Regions from separate parts of the Mus musculus genome. Here region 2 is linked to region 1. The links are chromatin contacts, called in public promoter capture Hi-C maps. All regions are on one chromosome and are shown on one strand. The core of a region is the stretch at or near the end of the contact, and the rest is flanking DNA. Distances in the headings are between cores, read along the strand shown.

The links. Promoter capture Hi-C pulls out the DNA fragments that hold promoters and counts their contacts.
Region 2: a contact with region 1 is called in a promoter capture Hi-C map of the C10 cell line, with 5 times the contacts expected there. The contact joins the enhancer-like site here to the promoter of Lrrc9 in region 1. A contact is called at or near these places in 15 of 39 promoter capture datasets (the 3T3-L1 cell line, 3T3-L1-derived adipocytes, the C10 cell line and 10 more) and 3 of 115 datasets of contacts at active chromatin or transcription factors (embryonic stem cells, epiblast stem cells and stem cell-derived neural progenitor cells).

Annotation. Positions count from the first base shown.
Region 1 is chr12:72,438,869-72,445,315 of GRCm38.p6, reverse strand. Lrrc9 (leucine rich repeat containing 9) reads right to left here and starts at 3,450. Exons shown (of 32, transcript NM_001142728.1): 1 at 3,148-3,450.
Region 2 is chr12:72,974,690-72,980,567 of GRCm38.p6, reverse strand. No RefSeq gene overlaps it. Among named protein-coding and RNA genes, the nearest start is that of Six6, 38 kb to the right of the region's middle. Within about 2 kb of position 2,482, at least 8 of the 459 cell types and tissues checked have an H3K27ac peak or open chromatin away from gene starts, as enhancers often do.

The sequences.
Region 1 (6,447 bases), core at 2,201-4,700:
AATGGAAACCCCCAAATTTGCACAACGACATCTGAGCTGTAAGAAGCTATTCCCCAGCTACAGAGGCAAGCGTTTCTGTGTCTCCTCTGCTCCCTTTCCTATGAGAAGAGGCTGGAAGATGAAAATCCTGGGATCCATGAGATTATCCTAACATGCACCACCGTTCTCAAGCCTGCCCCCTTCCGCCCTCATTTCTCCCCTCTCCCTTATCATCCCTCCCTGCCTCCTCCGCCATCTCTTGTCAGATTGTCCTGTCCTCACCTTCACAGGTAACAGGGCTGTCTTAGGATATACTCCCTTCAATTTCCTTTCTCCTTAAACACACATCGCCCGCCCCACCCCCTTAGGACTTTTGGCTCAGTAGAAATGTTCATTTGGGGGCTGAGGGAGTTGGCTTAATGGATGAAGTGCTTGCTTGTGTTTGCTGTGCAAGAGTGAGGATTTCAGTTTAGGTTCGCAGCACCCATGGAAACGCTGGACACCTGCAATCCAGGCCTGCGAGTGGAGACAGAAAGAGCTCAAGGAGTTGTTGGGTTTGGGTGTGCAAGATGGGGAAGGCTTGCCGGGTCCAGCAATTTGGCTGAATTGGTAAGAGAGGAATTGAGGAAGACACTCCATATTAGCAGTCTCTTATATATATCCATACATCCTTGAGTGAGCATGCCCCCACACACATGTGCACACGTATCACATACAATGAATAAATAAAGACTTCGTTTTGACTGAAATGAATCAGCTTTTCTGTGCACGGGTCCACCGTGTCTACCTCTGTTAGAGACTGCTCTGCCAGTCCATCTTTCTTCCCATAGGGTCTCCTTTCCTCTGTGTGTAAGCACAGGTTTCCCTATTTAGAAAAGTCCTTTCTATATTGCATTAAAAAAAAAAAAACCCTGAATAGCTACGTTTCACACTTTCACAAAGAACTTTCTAGACAATCATCAGCAACAATAATTTACTCCATGCAGTCCTCAACCCAGTGTAATGTGAAAGAAAACCCTTCAAGCCATCACAGCGTCTACTTCTGGTTAAATAAGTCCAACAACAGTCAATAACTCCAGATTGCCAAAGACAGTGGACCCGTTTCCGCCTCAACTTGACCTTGATGTGACTTTGAGCAATGCTGATAGCATTGAGCGATACTGATTATTCTCAAGTTTTCTCCTTGGTTTCTCTCTATCCCCTACCCCTCCCTCTCCTTCCCTCCCACTCTGTGTATGCACATGCAAGAATAAACGCTGCTGTGTGAATCTAAGTGTGGAGGTCAGAGGATAATCTCAGGGGCCATCCCACAGGTGCCATCCACCTCGATTTCCTTTTGAGACGGTGTCTCTCATCTTGATGGGAACTCACCTGGTGGGCTAGCTTCGCTGACCAAGGAGCTCCAGGAATTGGCTTGCCTCCCAAGCACGGGGATTACACGCCATGTTTTATTTACATGGGTTCTGGGATGGAACGCAGGTCCTCTTGCTTGCAAGGAAAGCGCTTCACCGTCTAAACTGTCTCCCTAGTCCTCTACTTGTTATTTTGCACTAACAGCTTCCTTCTTTGTAAAAGCCACTCATCTTTCGTGTCCTCTTTCCTATGCAATAAACTCAAAAGCCCACGTGAACATGTCACAGGCATCTCAAATACAGTATGCCTGTCCCAAGCTGAGCTCGTATTTCCAACCAATGTTGTTTCCCCTTAATGAATGCCTTCTTGTGCTAAAGGACACCACCACCCATCCCTTCTCCATCCCAACACACACACACACACACACACACACACACACACACACACACACACACAATTCTTATGCTTCCTCTCCACTCTCTGCCATCGTGGCCCCTCTTGTCTCACTACCTACCCCATTCTCTAATCCATGGGAGCAGCTAGACTCTTGCGGGGGTATATTTGTTTATGCTACTCCTCTTGGAAATTGTTTATAATCACCATTTTCAGACTCATGCCAATCTCTTAAGCCCCTGGTCAACCAAAACAGCCACTCAACATTCCAGTACCGGCTACAACTCTAGTCCTATGATAGCTAGCATGGCTGTACTTCAGCACATACTTCTTCCTCTCCTTGAAATATCTTCTGTCCTTGACTCTATACTCCATATATCCTTAAAGAGTGCCTTGAGTCTTCTTCGAAGACTTGCATCCTCTTTGGTCTTATTGTAAACATTCTCTTTCATGTGACTGGGTAAGGTTAGCACATGTCCTCTGCATGGCTACTGTCTGTCACATTGTATTGTGATACTTGCAGGTCCTTCCTCCTAACATGTTCACCGAGGACAGGAACTACGGCTGACACGACATAACTTATCAAATGGTTCCAATGAACTGTCATACCACACACATCCTACCCAACATGACTGTAAACACTGTTCTGCATGGCAATTTGTAACACAGTACTAACTGGTCCGTAAAGAACTGTCTGCCAGCAAAGCTGAGTGAGCATTTAATCTAAGAAACTATCACCTTTCTGCCCAACAGAAGCCCTAGGTGGTCCAACTGTTTTCTCCCTTGAGTATAAAGGAGCCAGAACCCAACAGTTCTCCCTGGTGGTTCACATAAAGGCCCTCCTATTTCTAGATGATCAGTATCCCTTGAGTCTTTCAGTCCAGTAGTTGCCCGAGCCTAGGGCACATCATTTTTTCCTTTTTCCTAGGATCCTTCTCTGAAGTATCACTATTATTTTTTATTATTATAACTACCATCACAATATTACTATAACCCCCACTGCACCATCACATAGGTCCCCTGACCTGTGTGCTGCTGGGAGATTTCCTCCATGTGACTCCCTAGTCCTTCCTACAGGGGAGGGACACCTAGAGGCAACCAGAAGACCGATACTCAGTACCTTATTCCAGAGAGAGGATGGATTCCAGGGCTGTCCTAGGCAGGTCAGAGTGCACTCCGACCTCCCAAATCCCTTCCTGCAGCTGACACCAGCCCCGGGCCTGCTGTGTACTGACCGCCCACTGCGGTTGTCTAGGAAACCCTCTCTCCGCCTCCCTTGACCTCTGGGTCAGGAAGGGGATGGCGAGGACGGGGAAATCAGCCGCCCATCCTTGCCTGCATCACGTGGTAGCAAACTACAACCAATTAACTTAAGCAGGGAAGACCCTCCCCCGCCCCCTTCCGGAAGACCTCCCCTCCCACCTTTGTTAAGACTCCCGCGGAGCGGTGGCAGCCGGTCGCTGCCTAGTTCTTAGTCTTGGGTGTTCACTTTGTTTCCTTCCGAGGACAGTGACAGTTTGTGGGCTAGGCGGTGGGGACCTGGTCCTGGCATTTTCACAGTTAAAGTTTTTGACACCTGGAGCCTCGAAGTCAGCAGTACTAACTGGTCTTGATCCCCAGCATGGCGTGGAGCAGTGAGGTCATAAGACGGTTCCCCTTCCGCCGCTGATGGCCTCGGTCCCAGCTGCTGCGCAGCTGAGGCCACCAAGAGCCCGGTGAGCCCCCAAGGGCAAGCGCCAGACCGCGCGCCCAGGAACGTCTCCAAGCAATCGACCCCCACTGGTCTTTTAGGAGTTCTCAGGCAGGCTTTCGAGTGTCTTAATTTGCCAAAATTCTCAGGAGGCAATAATTTACAAGATAGAATACAAGTTAAGAGGACAGGGGGAGACTGGCTGAGAAAGCAATGAACTTATAAAACAAACCAAATCAACCACAACGTCTACTAGAGTTAGCCACTAGCCACAGCCGCGTATGTGCCCTTTAAAAGCGGTAGTCTGAACTGACGTATATAGGAAAATAGACCAAAACTTAAACGCTTGGTATGCAGAGATGCAATGGAAACGACTTTGTTAATGATTTTTGTATCGATCACATGTTAAACTATTTTGGGGTGCACTGAGTTAAATAAGGTTATGTTTTGTTTGTTACGTTGAAAATCTGGCTACCAGGACAATTTATAATTGCTTGGGAGGCTTGCATTAGGTTATTTTGGACCGGGCATGTCGTTGTTTGCTGTCTATTGCAAGAAATAAACACCATGACCGGACGCAACTTGAGATGAGGGTTTATTTGGCTTTATATGATCAGATCACAGTCCTTCAGCAGGGGAGTCAGCCCAGCTAGGAGCAGTGGAGAAATACTATGGGGTTCAGGTGGCTCTCTTATACAAGCCAGGACGACCTGCTCAGGAGAGGCACTGTCCACAGTGGGCTGGGCTCTCTCCTATCAGTCATTAATCAAAAAAAAAAAAAAAAAAAAAAAGATATGCTCTCAGGACAATCTGATAGGGGCAGTTCCTCAGTTGAGATTCTGTCGTTGTGTCTAGTTTTGTATCAAATTGACAAAACTCTTGACAGCACTGCACTCATTTTTATAATTCAGTGGGGATGTGTTAGTATTTATGACCTTCGGGTCCTCTTGCAAACTAGCATCTGCTGCTTCACTCAGCCTAGCTTTCAATTGCTTTCTCAAGAAAATCTAAACATTATAAATATTTCGTTTTTCTTTCTTTCTTATTTTTTGTTTATATTTTTGTTTGTTTGTTTGTTTGTTTTTTTGAGTTTCTCTGTGTAGCCCTGGCTGTCCTGGAACTCACTTTGTAGACCAAGCTGGCCTCGAACTCAGAAATTCGCCTGTCTCTGCCTCCCAAGTGCTGGGATTAAAAGCATGTGTCACCACGCCCGGCTAAATATTTCTATTTAATAACTTAAGAGTTGGATGCATCCGATGAGTTTGCTGTCTGTAAACACATTCACTGAAGAAGTGAATTAATTCTCCCTCTCTATTTTCATTTCACTGAACACTGTTCCTTCCTGTCAGCAACAGATCAAAAGTAAGCCGATTAAACTATTTGTGGCTTATGGTAAAAGCGATGCCAGGTTTGTTTGTTTTTTGTTTGTTTGTTTGTTTTTGGCTTGCTTGTTTTTTTGTTTTGTCTGTCTGTTTGAAATCTGATTCCGGTTTTATTTTTACTATCTCGCTGAAAATCTAGTTGAACAAGATAACCTATGCTTGAAGAAGCCTTTGTTTAGAATATAAAGATTAAATAGGAGGATAGTTTCAATTTGTAAACTTTAAAGAAATTTCCATCATAGATCAGTTAGATTAAAATTCTCACTTTGGGGTTTGCTGGTTTAGTTTTTTGTTTGAATCATCTTTTTTGTTTGCTTGTTTTGTCGATTTGATCCAAACCTTAATTGAGCAAATGCCTCCATCAGATTGGCCTGAAGGCAAGCCTGTATTGCATCTTCTTATTAACAATTGATGTGGGAGGACCCAGGCCACTGTCGGTAATTCCACCTTTGGGCAGGTGTTTCTGGATTGTATAAGAAGACAGAAAGCCATGGAGGGAGAGGGAGCCAGTAGACAGAGTTTCTCCATGGATCTGCTTCAGCCCCTGCCCTGCCCACAGGTTCCCTCCACCCCCCCCCCTTTTTTTTTTTCTGATTTTCCAGCCTGACTCTTCTTTGCTGATCGAGTCATAAGATGAAATAAACCCTTTGCTATCTAAATTGCTTTTTGGTCATGATCCTTATCATAGTATTAGAAACAAACCAGAACAGGAAGAATGCAGTGTTCGGGGATGGGAGTACAGAGGTTATCAGAATACACTATTTAGTTTTGAAGTATACGAATCTGTTGTGATTTCCCCTGCAAGAGGTAGTGTTAATATGCACTCTGTACTTTTTATATAAAAACAGATTATGTGAGAGCTCGCATACGATGAGGCCAACTCTAACGATTCTTCAGGAGCCTTCCATCTTGTTTCCTGAGACAGGGTCTCGCTGAAGCCAGTGCTCCTGCTATTACGGTAGTCTGTCTGTCTGTCTGCCTGTCTGTCTGACCAGTGGGGTTCAGACATCTACTCTTTCCTCCCTCCCCAGCTGGGATTACAGGCAAGCACTCACGACCTAACCAAGTTTTTATTTGGGTTCTGAGCCTTGAAGTCCAGTCCTCACATTTGCACAGCAAGCAGTTTTTCTATTGAGCATCTTCTTATGAACGATTGATGTGGGAGGGCCCAGGGCATTGTGGGCAGTTCCCCCTTATGGATTGTATAAGAAAGCAGACTGGAGACTCATACCCACCCATGACGGGAAGAGTGCTCTTTTTCTCTAGGAAAAGCTCATTGACTTTGGCAGCAGGACTTGTGTTAGCATCCTTTACAGGCTCAGAGGAAAAACCTTTGGTGGTTTGCCAAATTAAATCCTTTGTCCAAAGTAATCTGTTAAGACTGTTTGTTTCAATTTTCCAGATGTTGCTTAAAGCGGAAAGGTGCGACCAGCTTTCACTAATCTCATTGATTATTCATCATTTGAGGTTGACAGATGATACATTTTTTTATGTGTCTGTAAATGGAAGTGAACTCACTAGCAGAGCTGAGAGAAGTGGACATATGTTCCCGTCTCTAACCCCAAAGCAATCTCTAATAGTTATCATTTGCCAGTGAGAATTTAGTTTTCTTCAAGGGAGTCTCGCTGTGGAAACAAACTACTCTTCAAG
Region 2 (5,878 bases), core at 1,233-3,732, 540 kb before region 1:
TAGCCCAGGGTGGTTTTAAAAATCAGGATTCTACTGCCTCGGATTTCCAAGTCTGGATTTATTAGTGTCTGCCGCTGTAGCTGTGAAACTTCAGATTCCATTAGGAAAGTTTTACCCCAACAGTGCCCCCCCATTTGTTTATGTTAATATTCATGTCTAAACATAGCTTCCCCCCCCCCCCAATGGCAGAAACGTGGTTCCTTCGAGTCAGGATTAGAAGCATCATGGGTAACTTCATGGAAACACAGGCTCCCAGCAAGTTTTGATGGATGCTAAAGCCCGAGGAGAGCCACTGCCGTATGTGATGGTGGACCCACCCAGGAATCATCTGGGGATGAGTAGGTTAAAGATGTCAGCTGCATCCCAGAGTCTCGGGGTGTGTGAAATTGCCTTGCTTCCAAGCCTGGCTTCATACTAGCCTTTACTCAGGCAAGACTTCAACCAAATCACTAGTGCTCTGACCTTATCTCGAGAGATCCGGATTCCATGGATTTGCTTGGGGCCCTGGCACAACTATTTTCCTAAATCTCCGACTTCCCAGAAAAGTGACCTTTGTCATATTAGCTCAGCACTGTCTTGCCTATGATTAAATGAGATAGTAGTGCTTATGTAAAGAGACTCTCAAGACAAAGCCTGGCTCACAGCAAGCTCAGGACAGATGCTCTTAGAGCCTCCTGGTTTATGTTTAGAAATCACGGAGCTAGAGGGTGCCCTTATTCTCTGAAGCTGAGCATGGATGGAGCAATTCTGTATAAGAGGTTTGTGTAGGAGCTAGGTTCCTCGGTCTGCTATTTCGTCCGCATGATCAGTCTTATCTATTCCTGTTGGTGGTGACACTGTGCCCCCTCACCTGCGGAGACATGAAACTGGAGCACTTTGTAAATGACTCTCTCCTCCTTTAGCTCGGTGGAGTTCAATAGAGCATTTTCTCTTTCCAGCTGCATTCTGCGGGTTGTTTTATGTCTCCTTTTCACATTACATGCTTAGCAGAGTCTTAGAGATAAAACCCTTCACCCTGACATACGTACTGGCTCCGGGTAGCTAAGGTATCTGAGTCCCCAGGACTTGATTTCCTTGTCTGGGGTGGGGTTGGGGGCAGATAGTTATTTCAGTGTGGCTGCTGTGAAAGATAACAAGCACAAATGTCCACACAGCACCCAAGCATCTCTTGTGTGCCCTTAATCTGCAAATATTCAAAGAAAACAGACACAGCCTTCCCACAGCTGTGTGTACAACTGTGCCATTCATTTTAGGTCCAGATTACCGACATTGCCAGGACAATGACAAAGCACAGCTTCCCTTCCCTGTGGCGTTTCATGATGAATAGTTTGTTTGTTTGTTTGTTTGTTTGTTGCTTTGAGCCTGTGGTGATCCTCCTGCCTCTGCCTCCCAAGTACTGGAATTACAAGCATCCACCACCACACTCAGAGTGACTGGCTATTATGATAACTATTGAGTTCAGGCTAGCCCCAAAACTTCCTATGTCACTGAACAATGCCTTGGACTCCAGATCTTCCTGCCTCTACCTCCTAAGTGCTGGGATTTCAGCTGTATTCCACCATGCCTGGCTCATAAGGCTCAGGCGATTGAACTCAGGGCTTTGTGCATGCTAAGCAAACATTCTGTAAACCGAAGCTACAGTCCCTATGCATGGCTGTGTGTAAGTGCGTGTGTGCCTGTGTGTGTGTGTGTGTGTGTGTGTGTGTATGTGTGTGTGTGTGTGTGAATTAAAACAACAACAACAACAACAAAAACCATCCTCAATTCCAAACAGAATTTAACTACCAGAGAGTTCCTTTTAAATTTTTATCTATGAGTTTTTTTTCTTTCTTTCTTTTTTCAAGACAGGGTCTCTCTATGTAGTTCTGGCTGTCTTGGAACTTATTATATAGACCAGGCTGTCCTTGAAGTCACAGAGATCTGCCTGGCTCTATCTCTTGAGGTACTGCAATTAAAAGTGAGTGTCACTAGGCCTGGCTTGCTTTTAAGTTTTAACATTAGTGTTTTGATATGTTTCTCCTGAAGTTACAAAAGTATCTGTTCTCTAACATTTACCTGGCACATTTAAGAAAGAAAGCAAGCAATAATAACGTTAGAAGCATGAAGGGCCACTTTGTGTGTTTTCTCATGTAATTCATAGATGATGGGTACTAAACAGCTAAAAACTAATTTCCATCCATGAGGAAATAGACAAATCATGTTTCCAGCCTTTTGGTGACATTGTTTCAGGAGTTGGTTCCTTGAAAAAGATATGACCAGTGTGACTTCTGCCATGGAATCCCACCAGGAATTCTTCTCGCCCTTGACAGTTTGTAGTGAGACATTAGTAGCATAGAGTCTTCCCTGGGCACAGGCTGCAGCTGGTTTAAACTTACCTCTGCTTCCAAGGTACCATTCTGTACCTTGCTCTAGCCCCACACAACACAGAGCACGGCTCTCAGCATTTTATGTGTGCTTACTGGCGTGCTTCAAGCAGCTGGTTTTTATTTTAGTTACAATTAGTCATACTGTTCTCTGGCCTTGGAATTCATAAGTTTTGGATGGAGAGGCTGTTCTTGAAAGCCTTCTTGAAAGTTTGCTGCTGTGGTTGTTGACAGATGAAGGATGCCCATGCATTGGCTGCGATGCATTTAGTCTATCAGGCATATTTAAAAAAAAAAGATTTATTTATTTGTTTATTTATTTCTTTATTTATTTAATGTATGTGAGTACACTGTAGCTGTACAGATGGTTGTGAGCCTTCATGTGATTGTTGGGAATTGAATTTTTAGGACCTCTGCTCATTCCGGTCAGCCCGTTCCTTCTAGTCTACTCTACTTGCTCTAGCCCAAAGATTTATTTATTATTATACATAAGTACACTGTAGCTGATTTCAGACACACCAGAAGAGGGTGTCAGATCTCATTACGGGTGGTTGTGAGCCACCATGTGGTTGCTGGGATTTGAACACAGGACCTTTGGAAGAGCAGTCAGTGCTCTTACCCACTGAGCCATCTCGCCAGCCCTATCAGACAAATTTTTAAGTATCTTGCATTGGTCCTAGCATTTCAGATGTGATTTAAGTGTGATTTGTGGGAATTTGTACCATAATTCTGATGAATTGCTTTGCATGTTAGGACTTGGGTTTCCTAGTTAAGGAATTTTTACTTATTTCAGATAAGCCAGTTGTGAGTACTGTATTTTCCACTGGCATTTCCAGTCACTTCAGTGCACTTTTATAGCTCAAAGCTTGTTTAATTTCTTGGATTTAACTGAATTCTAAACGTCTACAATTTAACCTGCAGAGTTAGTTGATGGGAAACATTTGGTATTGGTAGTAGGAGTGATTTGTTTCCCCCAACTGAACATTTAACCGAATCTTTCATTTGTGAGCCATTTCTGAATCTCTATCGTTTGCCAAGTTCCATGCTGCAGGCTGGGGTACTCATAACAAGATGGAAGATGGGCTCTTGTCCGAAAGAGATTGCTGTCAACAGGTGGGCCAGAGACCAGTCACTCACAACAGGATCGGTGGGCCAGCGACCACAACGATCACAACAGGGTCAGTGAGGAGACTGACTGTCTTGCAGCTGGGGCCCTGTGACAGTGTCTCTGAGCTGTGGAGACAGGCTGCCTAGCCAGAAGAAAACAGAGCAGAGAGCTTTCTTGTACGCCAGGTGGTGCTGCTGCTCTGCTGTAAGGGCTGCGGTCACCCGAAGATCCTGGCGTCCTGTTATCTTTGCGTTTGAACTGAAAAGCTGTTTTCTTAGCCCTCTCCCTCTCCGTGCTTTGCGTGTATTTACATCTGACTGAAAAGAACTCCCTCTCCGGAGTTCCACCTCCTATCTTACTGGGGGAATAGATAATTTTTACTTAAAGGTATTCAGGCGTTCTTGGAAAATATGGTATTTACTATTTAAATCCCCTGAGTTTTTATTTTGTGGTTTGGGATGGCCTAACGAACTTTTGGAATCTCCTTTGCTGGGGATGGGAGGGTGGGGTTGGGGGAGGCGAAGGGGGGTTGGGAAGACTGGAGTGGAGGTGGGAGGGGCTGTTCTCAGGCGCTGAATTGCAGTTTACGGTTTTTTTTTCTTTCTTTCTTTCTTTTTTCTTTTTAAAATACAATCGAAGCAGTATTTCTGGTAAGAAAAGTTATTAGGTGTTTATGGATGTTTCAAAAGACCAGGGGACGGGGGAAATGCAGATCCCATGTTAAAATGTACACCTGGGGACTCTTTAACACTTTGAACAGAACCCAAGTTGGGAGGGCATGAGCTCCTTAAAGTGGTAGTTGTTTCTACTGGGGGAGGGGGTGCTCGTTGGATGCTGCCCAGGAGCACAGGATTGCCAGGAGCAGCCCCAGGGAGGATGAGTTAGCTCGGCAGCCAGGTAGGACGGGAATGTGTGTTTTCCTCTTACTTCCGCCACATCCCACATCCTCCTGAACAGGAAGAGCACTGCCTTTTTCTGAAGGCCCCCTTTTTTATCTTCTTCCTCCAGAGAATCCAGCAGGAGGCAGCTTATAGCAGGAGGGATAACAAAAATGTATCGAAGTTCTTTAAGGCACACAGAGAGGATGTGAGGTGTTAACCTTAGAAAGCTTTAGTTTCTCCAGCGTTTGGAAATGAAGCTGCTTTGAACTGGCTTTTGCAGGGCAGGCGAGCCCTGGCCTTTGCCTCTGTGTGCTTTTCTAACTGATCCACTGTGAGATCAGTAGGGCACAATTGCAAGTTTAGTCTGTCAGTGGTCGTTTTAGCTTTCAAAGTTTGGAATGGCCTCGGAGGACGAACAGACAGACTGACCTATACGGTCTAAAATCTAAGAAAATTAAAACAGGTGTTTTTTAAGATACTGTTTTGGGATAGTGGCATGAACATGGGGTTCAGTGTTCACCTCCTTCTAACCTCTTCACTTCCAAAGTCATAAAAACTGTCACTTAATATCTCATGATAGTGTTTGTTTTTAAGCAGATTGCTCATGATTATTTAGGTATATTATAGTACATAAAGTCCATGCAATATATTCTTATTACATAGTAAATTGTAAGTATGATTGATTCATATGTGACTTTTTAGAGTGATAATGGGTATTGAGCCTAGCATCTCATACCTGCTAGATCCCTAACCCCTTTTTTTGTTTTGACACAGAATGTTACAAATTTGCCTAGACTGTCCTAGAACTTGCTCACTTTCCCGAGTAGCTAGGATTGTAAAATCATACCACCAGGCTTGACTTGTATGATGCTAATATGTGGACATAATACATACTTCTTAATAGTTAAATATTAATGTGTTCAATTGCTTTGCATTGTATATTGTAGGATTCAGCTGGCATTATAAAGACAGCTATTCAGTAAGACTTAGGGCTGTATAAATTAGCATTTACATATTCTGAGCTCAAATTAAATATTAATTTAAGTGTTCAGTTTCTGCTGAAGTTTACAAGTTATTACTTGGCATATCCATGAGCTCAAGACAGAATTATGAAAAATTAAATGAATCTGTTAATCCCCAACTTACACGGGACTTATTAAAGAAACGTTTAAAGTCTTGAGTCAATGAGTTTCTTTTATATTAGTGTTTAGTGAGTACAGGTGCTTGCTTGAAGTCCTAGTAACCTGAGTTCAACTCCCACATCCCACAAGGTAAAGGAGAGAACCTCTGACTTCTAGTGTGTGCTATGACATGGGAGTGCTTGCACTTGCGTGAACATATACGCATATCGTCCACGAGCCAAAATGAGTAAATTAGACCATTGTTACAAAACCACAGTTTGTTCCTATAAGATAATTATCTATGATGGTTAGTTCCATTGGCTAGATAGCAAATGGCCAGTTAAGTTATAATGACTTTAATAACACCTTCAGCCTGATTTCAGGGTGATGTAGAGGAGAATTATT